Linked DNA regions of Mus musculus: region 2 is linked to region 1. A link is a contact called in public HiChIP or PLAC-seq data. All regions are on one chromosome and are shown on one strand. Each heading gives the region's core, a stretch centred on a gene start, on an enhancer-like site or on the middle of the called end of the contact. The rest is flanking DNA. Distances are from core to core; before and after follow the strand shown. Region 1 has its middle 610 kb from the start of Cntn5. Region 2 has its middle 790 kb from the start of Cntn5.

Region 1 (4,776 bases), core at 1,399-3,898:
TAATATATTAAAAATTGCATTATATAATATATAATATATTCTATATAAAATGATATGCATAATATATATTAAGGATATCACATATAAGTTAGATATTAGCTCTATCCAATTATTTATATATTAACAAAATTTATCCAACTCTCTCAATATATATATATTCTAGAAAGTATATATTAAATCTAATATATTAAATTAATAAATATATATCAAATATATTGTACACATTTGATAGAGATATACTAAATTGATTTAATATGTATTATATATTAAACATATTACTATTGTATATTATATACTAATATAATATACATATTTGATATAGATTATCAAATCCATATATATATATATATATATATATATATATATATATACACAAAATAGTCCACTGTTAATTATTTGCTAAAGTTATTGATCACAATGACTAATGAATAGCACTTTAACATCTCTGATTTATTTGATCTGGAAATTAATAGTATTATGAATTGCATTTCAGTTTCACAGAAAAGGAACATGAAATTTGAGATGAATGGATCTAAGTATAAGCTGAGTTATCCCACTCTTTAAGACTTCTATTTGAATGTTTACAATTTTAACCTTCTACTTCTATAACATTGTTTTTGTTTTTGTTTTTTCCTTTGTGTGACATCTGATTTCTAGGCTAAGAAACAGGGGTTTTGAAAATCTTTGGTCTCTCACTTCCAGCTCTGCCTAAGAGGGTCTGTTCACAAGCCATGCAATGATTCCTGCCTAGTGCTATTAGTTTACATTGCTTTAGATCCATTATTATTCTATCACTTACACAAATTTAGCTCACCAATCCAAGGTACTCTCTGCATGATATTTTGGTGTAGATATCAAATAACAATTTATATCCAATTCTGTAAAATATTGGAGAATGCTCTCAACAAGAAATCACTTGATTCCTTTCTGTATCATACCTCTACTACTTTCCTAGACTCTGCCTTATCAATTCCCCCTCAGCTCCATGTTAAAGTATGGCAGTGTGCACAACACTCATGCCACTCAATTTGAAATCACAAACTTCCAAAATCCCTAAATCTAAAGTATTCTCTATCTAAAATCTGTGAACTTTCTTATTGGAAGCCACTAATATGCACATCAATTATGTGCTTAGCAGTTCAAGTAGACTTAAGTAAAGTAAAAGTAAAAACAGGACTTACAGAATTCCATTAAAGCTTGTCCTACATGGCTAGCCTAGTTTATGAAGCTTGAATCAGTTCCTATTCAGTGAGAAATGAGCAGTGAAGTTGATCCTGTGTGGGGGTCTGGTGCAGAAGAGCTGAGGCAGATGGTAAGCTGTACATGTGTGTGAAATCCATGGAGGAATGAAGCCCTCAGATCAATAGTATTAAGAAGGGAAGGGAAAAGAGGCAAGGAATAGCAGGAAACTTCTAATATTGGGGAAGAAACAAAATGAAATAAATATTTGGACCTTTCTAAATGCCAGTTATCAAAACAAGAATGTCAAAATTCCATTGTACCTCTACAAGTTGATTTTTTAAAAAAATATTTTAATCAGTGTAAGCTTTGCTTTAGCCACAACACAATTTCCCACTGAATCCTGACAGACAGTGATGATTAGCTAATGCACTAGGGTAATTATAAAGCATTAAAGTATTTCAGTAATCACCTTTATTAACAAATCAAGACAATGATGGAATATTTTATAGAAAATTAACCTGAGGATTTCTGGCTGAGCTGAACACCTGCATCTTTGCCAAGTTAAGAGCCAGCTGAGATTTGAAATGTACAGACCATTCCATTTTCTTAACTTTCTATTGACAGAACACCACTATCTTTGAAAATATGTTCTTTCTGCTGTTAGTTATAAGACAATCATTTCATCTATAAAATATTATGAATGCTTTGAGCATGGTTATGCATATATGCAAAGCTGGCAATTAGTGCTGAAGCAAACCCATTTCATTCTGGTCTAAACATTGAGATCTTGTCTCAAATAGTTCTCCAAAATGATGTAAAAATTGGTTGAGTGAATTAAATACTGCAAATTTGCTGATGTCTAAGGTTTGTATTAAGGTTACTGTGAGGATTTCTACAAACAATGTGAGAGAAGAAAACAAACAAAAACAACAACAACAACAACAAAATATGCTCAGGAAAGTCTCCAATTTCAAACACTATTCTCTTCAACTATTACCATGTGGAAATTTGCCATCAGTAAGAATATTTGGTACAAAGTAGCAATCTCTGTAAAGAAGGTATTTAAGCAAACACCTACTAGATAAAAAGAATTGAATTAGAGAAAGGACCAAGTGACCCGTCCAGCAGGTCCAGTTATTCGTGGGTTTCGAGGGGACTGCTCCTGAAAACCAAATGGGGGGAGGGGGAGCAAGAGAGAAAAGGAGATCAAGCACAAAAAAGACACAGAGTCAATCTGGATCTCGTCAAGGTCTCATTGTATTCAGCAAAGGTTGCAGTTTTTATACAAAAAGAACAAAGGGGAAATAACCCTTACGCAGAAGGGCAGAGGGGAGCAGTGGTAATTTTTTTTTTTTTTTTTTTTTTTTTTTTTTTTGGCAGCTGTAGCGGGAAGCAGGAACTAGAATATCTAAAGGTACATTCTTGTGGTCTGGACACCTGTTGTTTGTTCAGGGTTTGTCACATCTTGTGGTCTCTCTCTCAGAACAGCCCGTTGGTGACCTTTATCTGAACCAGTCAACTTAGGGAAGAAGCCCAACTTTATGTCTTGTGGTTTGGCAATCATTTTGAGGCTTTTTACGAAGAATTTGGTTTTGGCCCCTAACATCTCCCCCGACTTTATAAAGGGTAATAGGATAGTCTATTCATCATCGGATGAATGGGCTTTAACCGGGCTGGGGGAGCATTGACTCGATTCCTCCCATGGGTGCTGTCACGGCCTACACTTGTGGCTCTTTGTATCTTTTGGGGAGGGGAGGCAGAGCCATAGGAGTTTGGAACTCTCCTGTTGTCTCAGCTGCTTGGGAGGCTGGGACTGGAGGTGCAGAGGGCCAAGTTACAACCAAATTTTGATACCAACCTCCTTTCAATTAGGTATGACTCTCAGGGAACTCAGAATTAAGAGGAGAGGGTTTTTTTAATTTAATTTTATTTTTATTAGGTATTTTCCTCGTTTACATCTTCAATGCTATCCCAAAAGTCCGCCATACCCACCTTCCCAATCCATTACCCACCCACTCCCCCGTTTTGGCCCCGGGGTTCCCCTGTACTGGGGCATATACAGTTTGCAAGTCCAATGGGCCTCTCTTTGCAGTGATGGCCGACTAGGCCATCTTTTGATACATATGCAGCTAGAGTCAAGAGCTCCGGGGTATTGGTTAGTTCATAATGTTGTTCCACCTATAGAGTTGCAGTTCCCTTTAGCTCCTTGAGTAATTTCTCTAGCTCCTCCATTGGGGGCCGTGTGACCCATCCAATAGCTGACTGTGATCATCCACTTCTGTGTTTGCTAGGCCCCGGCATAGTCTCACAAGAGACAGCTATATCTGGGTCCTTTCAGCAAAATCTTGCTAGTGTATGCAATGGTGTCAGCGTTTTGCCTTTCTGTACACAAAGGATAAACAGGCTGAGAAAGAAATTAGGGAAACAACACCCTTCTCAATAGTCACAAATAATATAAAATACCTTGGTGTGACTCTAACTAAGGAAGTGAAAGATCTGTATGATAAGAACTTCAAGTCTCTGAAGAAAGAAATTAAAGAAGATCTCAGAAGATGGAAAGATCTCCCATGCTCATGGATTGGCAGGATCAACATTGTAAAAATGGCTATCTTGCCAAAAGCAATCTACAGATTCAATGCAATCCCCATCAAAATTCCAACTCAATTCTTCAATGAATTAGAAAGGGCAATTGGCAGATTCATCTGGAATAACAAAAAAAATGAGGAGAGGGGTTTTAAAGTCAGCTCGAATTATTTTAAGAGGTTATGGAAGTTGAGCCTCTCTCCCCGAGGTGAGGGCTCACGTGATGTGGTCACAGCTGCAGGTTGTCTTTTGTCGGTCTCGGTGTCCAGACGACTCAAATAAATTTATCGGAAAGAGCAGAATCTATCTGTAATTTAACAAAGCGAGTTAACCGTTGAAAAGCCCAAGGACCAAAAGAAATTAATAGCAGGAATCCCAGAAGGGTTCCCAAGATGGAAGGCAATAAGGTGGATAGCCAGAGTAAGGTGGAGAACCAATTCAGATACCAAGACTCTTGTTTTTCTCATTCTCGTTTTCCTTTTTCAAGGCTAACCTTTACCTTGGCAAGGCTATCTTTCACTAATCCTGTCTTGTCCACATATACACAACATTCTTCTCTGAGAGCTATGCACAATCCTCCCTGCTATAAAAAGAGTAAATCTAATCCCCTTCTATTTTGTAACACTACTTTAGAAAGGGATGCCAAAAAATCTGTTAACTGATCTATACCTTCTCTTAAATCTTCTAAACTTGACTAATAGCTGGATTAAGCTCATGATAGTGCTGCACATTTTGCTAGAAAGTAACTAAGGAAGTAATGGCAGTGCCTGTCCCTGCAGCCCCCAATCCCAAGAGGACCACAACCGCAAGGGTCACCGCAGTGACAGGCTCTCTTTTTCTCCTGCGGGGCAATTCTGTGCCCCTTTCCCAAAACCCTAACAAATCATCTGAATCATGAATTCGAACATTGGGAAACAATTGGACCAAAACACAATAATCTTTTCTCTTTATAAATCTTCATTAACTAAATATCGGGTTAAGCCCGAGGAACATGCTAAAAAACTATCATTA
Region 2 (4,776 bases), core at 1,482-3,981, 180 kb after region 1:
TAAAATTTACCTATAAATGTCAAGGGAGGTGGGGAGAAATCAGGGAAGGAGGAAGAGGGGGAAAACAGAGAGAGAAGAGAGAGAGAGAGAGAGAGAGAGAGAGAGAGAGAGAGAGCACTTATCATTAGTCTTTCTACCATCCCTATTTCGACTTGAGCTTGTGATGACATTTTTTTTCTGTTTACCATTATTAAACTGTCTGAAGACCAAGTTCACTGATTTCCCTAATTACTGTGCCCCAGTCCCTAGTAAGTGACAACATTGTGTCTGTCCTACAAATGGTGCCATCAAGTCATCTGCAATCAATAAGACACTTCCCATGTCTTATTTCTTTTATTTCAACATTGGACCTCAGAAAAGAGCTACTGCCAAGAGATAAAGGCCCGACTGCACACTGCTTTGTAACATAATCCTGATGCATCCTCTGCTGCTGTCTGTTTTGGTAGTAATACTCTCTTCCAGTTCCCTGTCTCATGGGTTGCCAGTTTTAGTACTGCATCAAACTAAATGAGCACACAATTGCATATGCACATGCGATTATAGGAACTGCCTATTAAAGAGTGATGAAAATCTTTATTTTTGAGGAAGACAACTGAGAGAAGAGTTTTAAAATATAACCTAAAGTAAAGGAATAATGATACTTTAAAAACACCCACAGAATAGAAAATGAAGAAATTATGATGACTTCAATATAGCTTAGGAAAATTGTCAAGATTCTTGAGGAACTAAGTAGCCAACGTTCAAGGAAGAGTTCTGCCTTGTTTTCTGTGTCAAACACTTGTTGAGGAAAGTGTGAACTTTGTGCAGACATGTAGAAGAACTTCAGAGTGTAGGACTTATTTAATAATTACAGGCTTCAGAATAGAAATACAAGCTCCAGGACCACAAATTGCTAGGCTGAGGGAGGGGCTGGACATGTAATTCTACAACTAGCTGAGGTACCACTAGTATCTGATAGCTACTAAGAGGGGAGTCATTTTTTGTTTTTATTTTTAAATGATTTGCCTCTGAGTATGGAGACTCCTCTCAAGATCACAGACAATCACAAGGTTAGCTGGGAAACACACATTTGATGGAGGATGAGGAGAAAGAAAAGAGGGAGGAAGAGAAAGAGGAGGAGCTGAGGATGGGGAAACTGACAAAACATTCTCTAATTAGGCTGGATAATGATAAGAGAGTGGAAAGGCTAGTAAGGGGCAGAATTGAATGGGATGAATATGTCCAAATGCTTCACATGAAATTCTCAAAAGAATAATAAAATTATTCAATTAAAACCTTACTCTCTACATTGACAGTCTCATGACTGTCAATTTCCTGCATCATGTATATTCATTTCTGTACATGGATTGAAGTACCAATTGTTTTTCAGTTTTTATGGACATTTCCCTTTGAAGGGGAAATGATACATGTAGTGATGGGGATCTATCTGTAGGGCCCATCCATACTTGCAAGACGATACCACTGCTATCCCTCTTTTTCCTACAGGCTATTTCTGAGCTTTTTATGCTTACAAAGCACCCATATTTGGACTTTGGCTAGATGTATGACCTAACTTTTATTTCTCAAGGAACCAAACCTCTATAACAGCGTATTTTCAACGTGACTTTATCACATGGGTTTATGTGCACATAAACCCTGAATGTGTCAGAGGCACTCATAGAGCATATTCTTTGCAGTACTGCCCCCAGAGGTGGTATTTTTCTTTTCTGCTGATCATGTTCAGTTAACTTTGGCTATAGTTAATTCTGTAATTGCCTGCTGATTCCTGGAAATAGAGTTCTGGTAGCAGCTGTGATGAAGCTGTTTTTCATGCAACCCGTTTTACATTGCTCAGGAAGTGTATGGTTCCTTTTTAGTCTGCAATATACAACACTATAGACTTGTGCTGATAAGAAATCCTCTAGTGGGTCATTTGAAGTGCTGTTAAGTGGGACCTACTTCTATCCAGTGCCTTGAACTCATAATTCTTTCTTAAGAGTATAGGGTACCAGGTGAGTGTCTTCTTGGGTTCATAAATACACTGGGTCCTTAAAGATAGTACTTCATAAACTCTATGTTCTATCTCCAAGCTGGTATTAAGCTTCACATTTCAGTCTAGCTGTAAAGCCAGATGTTCTTGTGTACTAAAGTATGGGATGGGCAATTGATTTCACATTCTCAGTATCTTTGCAAGGAAGTCAGACTTCTGGATATACACTATGATGAGTAGGATTATATAAGTTCCTTAAAGCAGTGCCTTCGAGAAAAGAAAACTGATATGTACTAGGAATAGCAATACATCTCCATTAAAATGGATCATTGTAGAAGGCCACTGAATCATGTTTTTATTTGGTTGCCCAGTTCTTGGGACTAATCAGAGACTCTGCCACATCTGTCTCAGGAGTTAGCAGTTTCCTCTTAAAAACTTGTACTCTCTGCTTTTTGTTTCAGAAACAGCACAACAACAAACGACTCATACCGTAAGCTGTTTTACTCTTGGATAATCACTGACTATAGTCACCTCTAGATATGTAGGTAGAAGTACAGTTTTGGATCAGAAGTAAAGAGAAGGAGAAACTGGGAGACAAAATATGGAAGCTGTATGATCGTCACACAGCACACATTTAATCAGGAATCAGGAAGTCCTGATTTAAAAGATTATTGTATTTTTAATAATATGCATTTGCATCTTTGTGTAGGTTTGTCCACATACATGTGAGTGCCCACAGAAACCACAAGAGAGGGTCAGATCCCCTGGAGATGGCATTACAGGCAGCTGTGGGGGTGGGTACTTTGAATCTAACGCCATCACTTTTTAGAGGATGAGAACATTTTTTTTTTCTACATGAGGTAAGAGTAATCTGTGGAAGTTCACATGGCAAGGATGTTAGTAGAGATGCTTCAGAGGAACACGATATTTGCATGGTGACTGTGATGCTCATATGCATAAATTATGAACACCTCAAGAATCACTTTATTACTCCCCGTAGTGTGAGAAAAGCCCGACTTGACACATTTGTTCAAAGCAAAACATTTATTTAATCTATGGCTGCTTTTAACCAATTAGGTACTGTCAGGCCTACGAAATTGTAACTATGATTTATTTTTGTTTTCCTTTAGAATAAATTTAACATTTTTAATCTAAATCTTTAATAAGATGCTGCAGCCTTACAAAATCAAGAAAAGTAATGTGGACTGAAAATGAGTTTATTTTCTCACAATTTATTGTCATGCCTATTCATAAATAATCCATGTTTCCAACAAGAAACATTTTTAAGGCAATATCTTAGTGCTTGCAAAAAATAAGTGAAGGGTTTTATCTTTGCTTTATAATCAATTATAATCTCTATTTTCTTTTACTGTAAATGCTGGGTACTATTTTGATATATTTAATACATTGGAGGTAGAAATGGCTATTTTACCAACTTTTATTTTATTTTTTTGTATGTGAGAGTTTGCATATATATATATAGTGTATAACTTCAACATGAAGAAGCCAGAAAAGGACTCAGAAATAGTGAGAGATAGGTGTGAGCTATCATGTGAGAGCTGGGAGAAGAACATGGGTTCTTCACAGGAACATTTAGTTCTTTTGAATAGTGAGATTTCTATATAGTTCCTGAGTATTTGTCTAATATTTTAGATAATTTACATAGGTTAAATTTTTTGCCTTATAATTTCTGTTGCCGGGGTGGGTTGGGGCAATTTCTGTTTAATGGTAGCCCCAAGAAGCAAGACCAGGTGGCTGATCCCCATCTGACCAAGTAAAGAGACAATTAATAATGAATGTCTGTGGAGATGTGGGAAGCATGGTAAACAATTGTTACAGTGGCACTACAAGCATTGTTTATTACCAACATGAAATTTACATTAGAACAGAGGGCAAAAGCTTTGGTCTCTACAAAATGTGGGTACCAAATTACATTAATGGATAAAGATCTCAGCTGGGCTGCCAGGCCCTTTGCAACACATTTGGGTTTAAATAATTATATTCTTCAACTTCCCTTCTTACAGAAGCTTGAGCTCTGTAAGTTATAGTTTAGAATGAAGAAGCCAGGTGTGGTGTGCACGCCTTTAATCCCAGCACTCGGGAGGCAGAGGCTGGCAGATTTCTGAGTTTGAGGCCAGCCTGGTCTACAAAGTGAGTTCCAGGACAGCCAGGGATACACAGAGAAACCCTGTCTGGGAAAAAAAATGAAGAAGAGTCACTAGAAAACTCTACAGCAGTGGCCCCATGCTGTCCTGCCCTGTCTGCCTACATTCCATGAACAGTGGCCCTAGGCTGTCCTGTGGGTCCATACTTCATGTGACTGAAATAAATGGCTGCAGAAAATCTTTAAATGCTCCCTGATCTGTTTAAAATTTTGCATCATTACCTTTTAATGTCATAGTTGAATAATCAAATCATTTTCTTAATACCAGATGACCATTAGATAAAAGCTTTAAGTTATGTCTCATGCCATCTATAAAGCTTTATAACAAACTTGACACCATGTAAAAATGATTTTGTCATAAACACAAGGTGTGTCAATCAACAGAAAGCTGAAGATTCTAAAACTGTCTTTAAATAAGCGACATTTATTTGTATTTTAAAGTGCACAATATAGGATAAAACAATTGAGAATGAATGAAGAAAAAGAGACTCCATCAGTCTTCATGGTGTGTTCCATTTTTAGGCTGATACATTTATTTTAAATTTATTTTTGACTAGATTAAAGAGAGTTTAGCTTACCAGCATGAAGTTCACTTACTAGACAATTGAATACTATAAAACAAGTAGAGATGGATAGTTCTGAT

The links. HiChIP or PLAC-seq counts read pairs in DNA pulled down with a chosen protein or histone mark.
Region 2: an H3K27ac HiChIP or PLAC-seq map of large pre-B cells shows a contact between it and region 1, with 2.8 times the contacts expected there. The contact joins two enhancer-like sites. A contact is called at or near these places in 2 of 15 datasets of contacts at CTCF or cohesin (large pre-B cells and pro-B cells) and 1 of 115 datasets of contacts at active chromatin or transcription factors (large pre-B cells).

What each region holds. Positions count from the first base shown.
Region 1 is chr9:11,511,318-11,516,093 of GRCm38.p6, forward strand. No RefSeq gene overlaps it. Among named protein-coding and RNA genes, the nearest start is that of Cntn5, 610 kb to the left of the region's middle. Within about 2 kb of position 2,649, at least 56 of the 459 cell types and tissues checked have an H3K27ac peak or open chromatin away from gene starts, as enhancers often do.
Region 2 is chr9:11,687,495-11,692,270 of GRCm38.p6, forward strand. No RefSeq gene overlaps it. Among named protein-coding and RNA genes, the nearest start is that of Cntn5, 790 kb to the left of the region's middle. Within about 2 kb of position 2,732, at least 5 of the 459 cell types and tissues checked have an H3K27ac peak or open chromatin away from gene starts, as enhancers often do.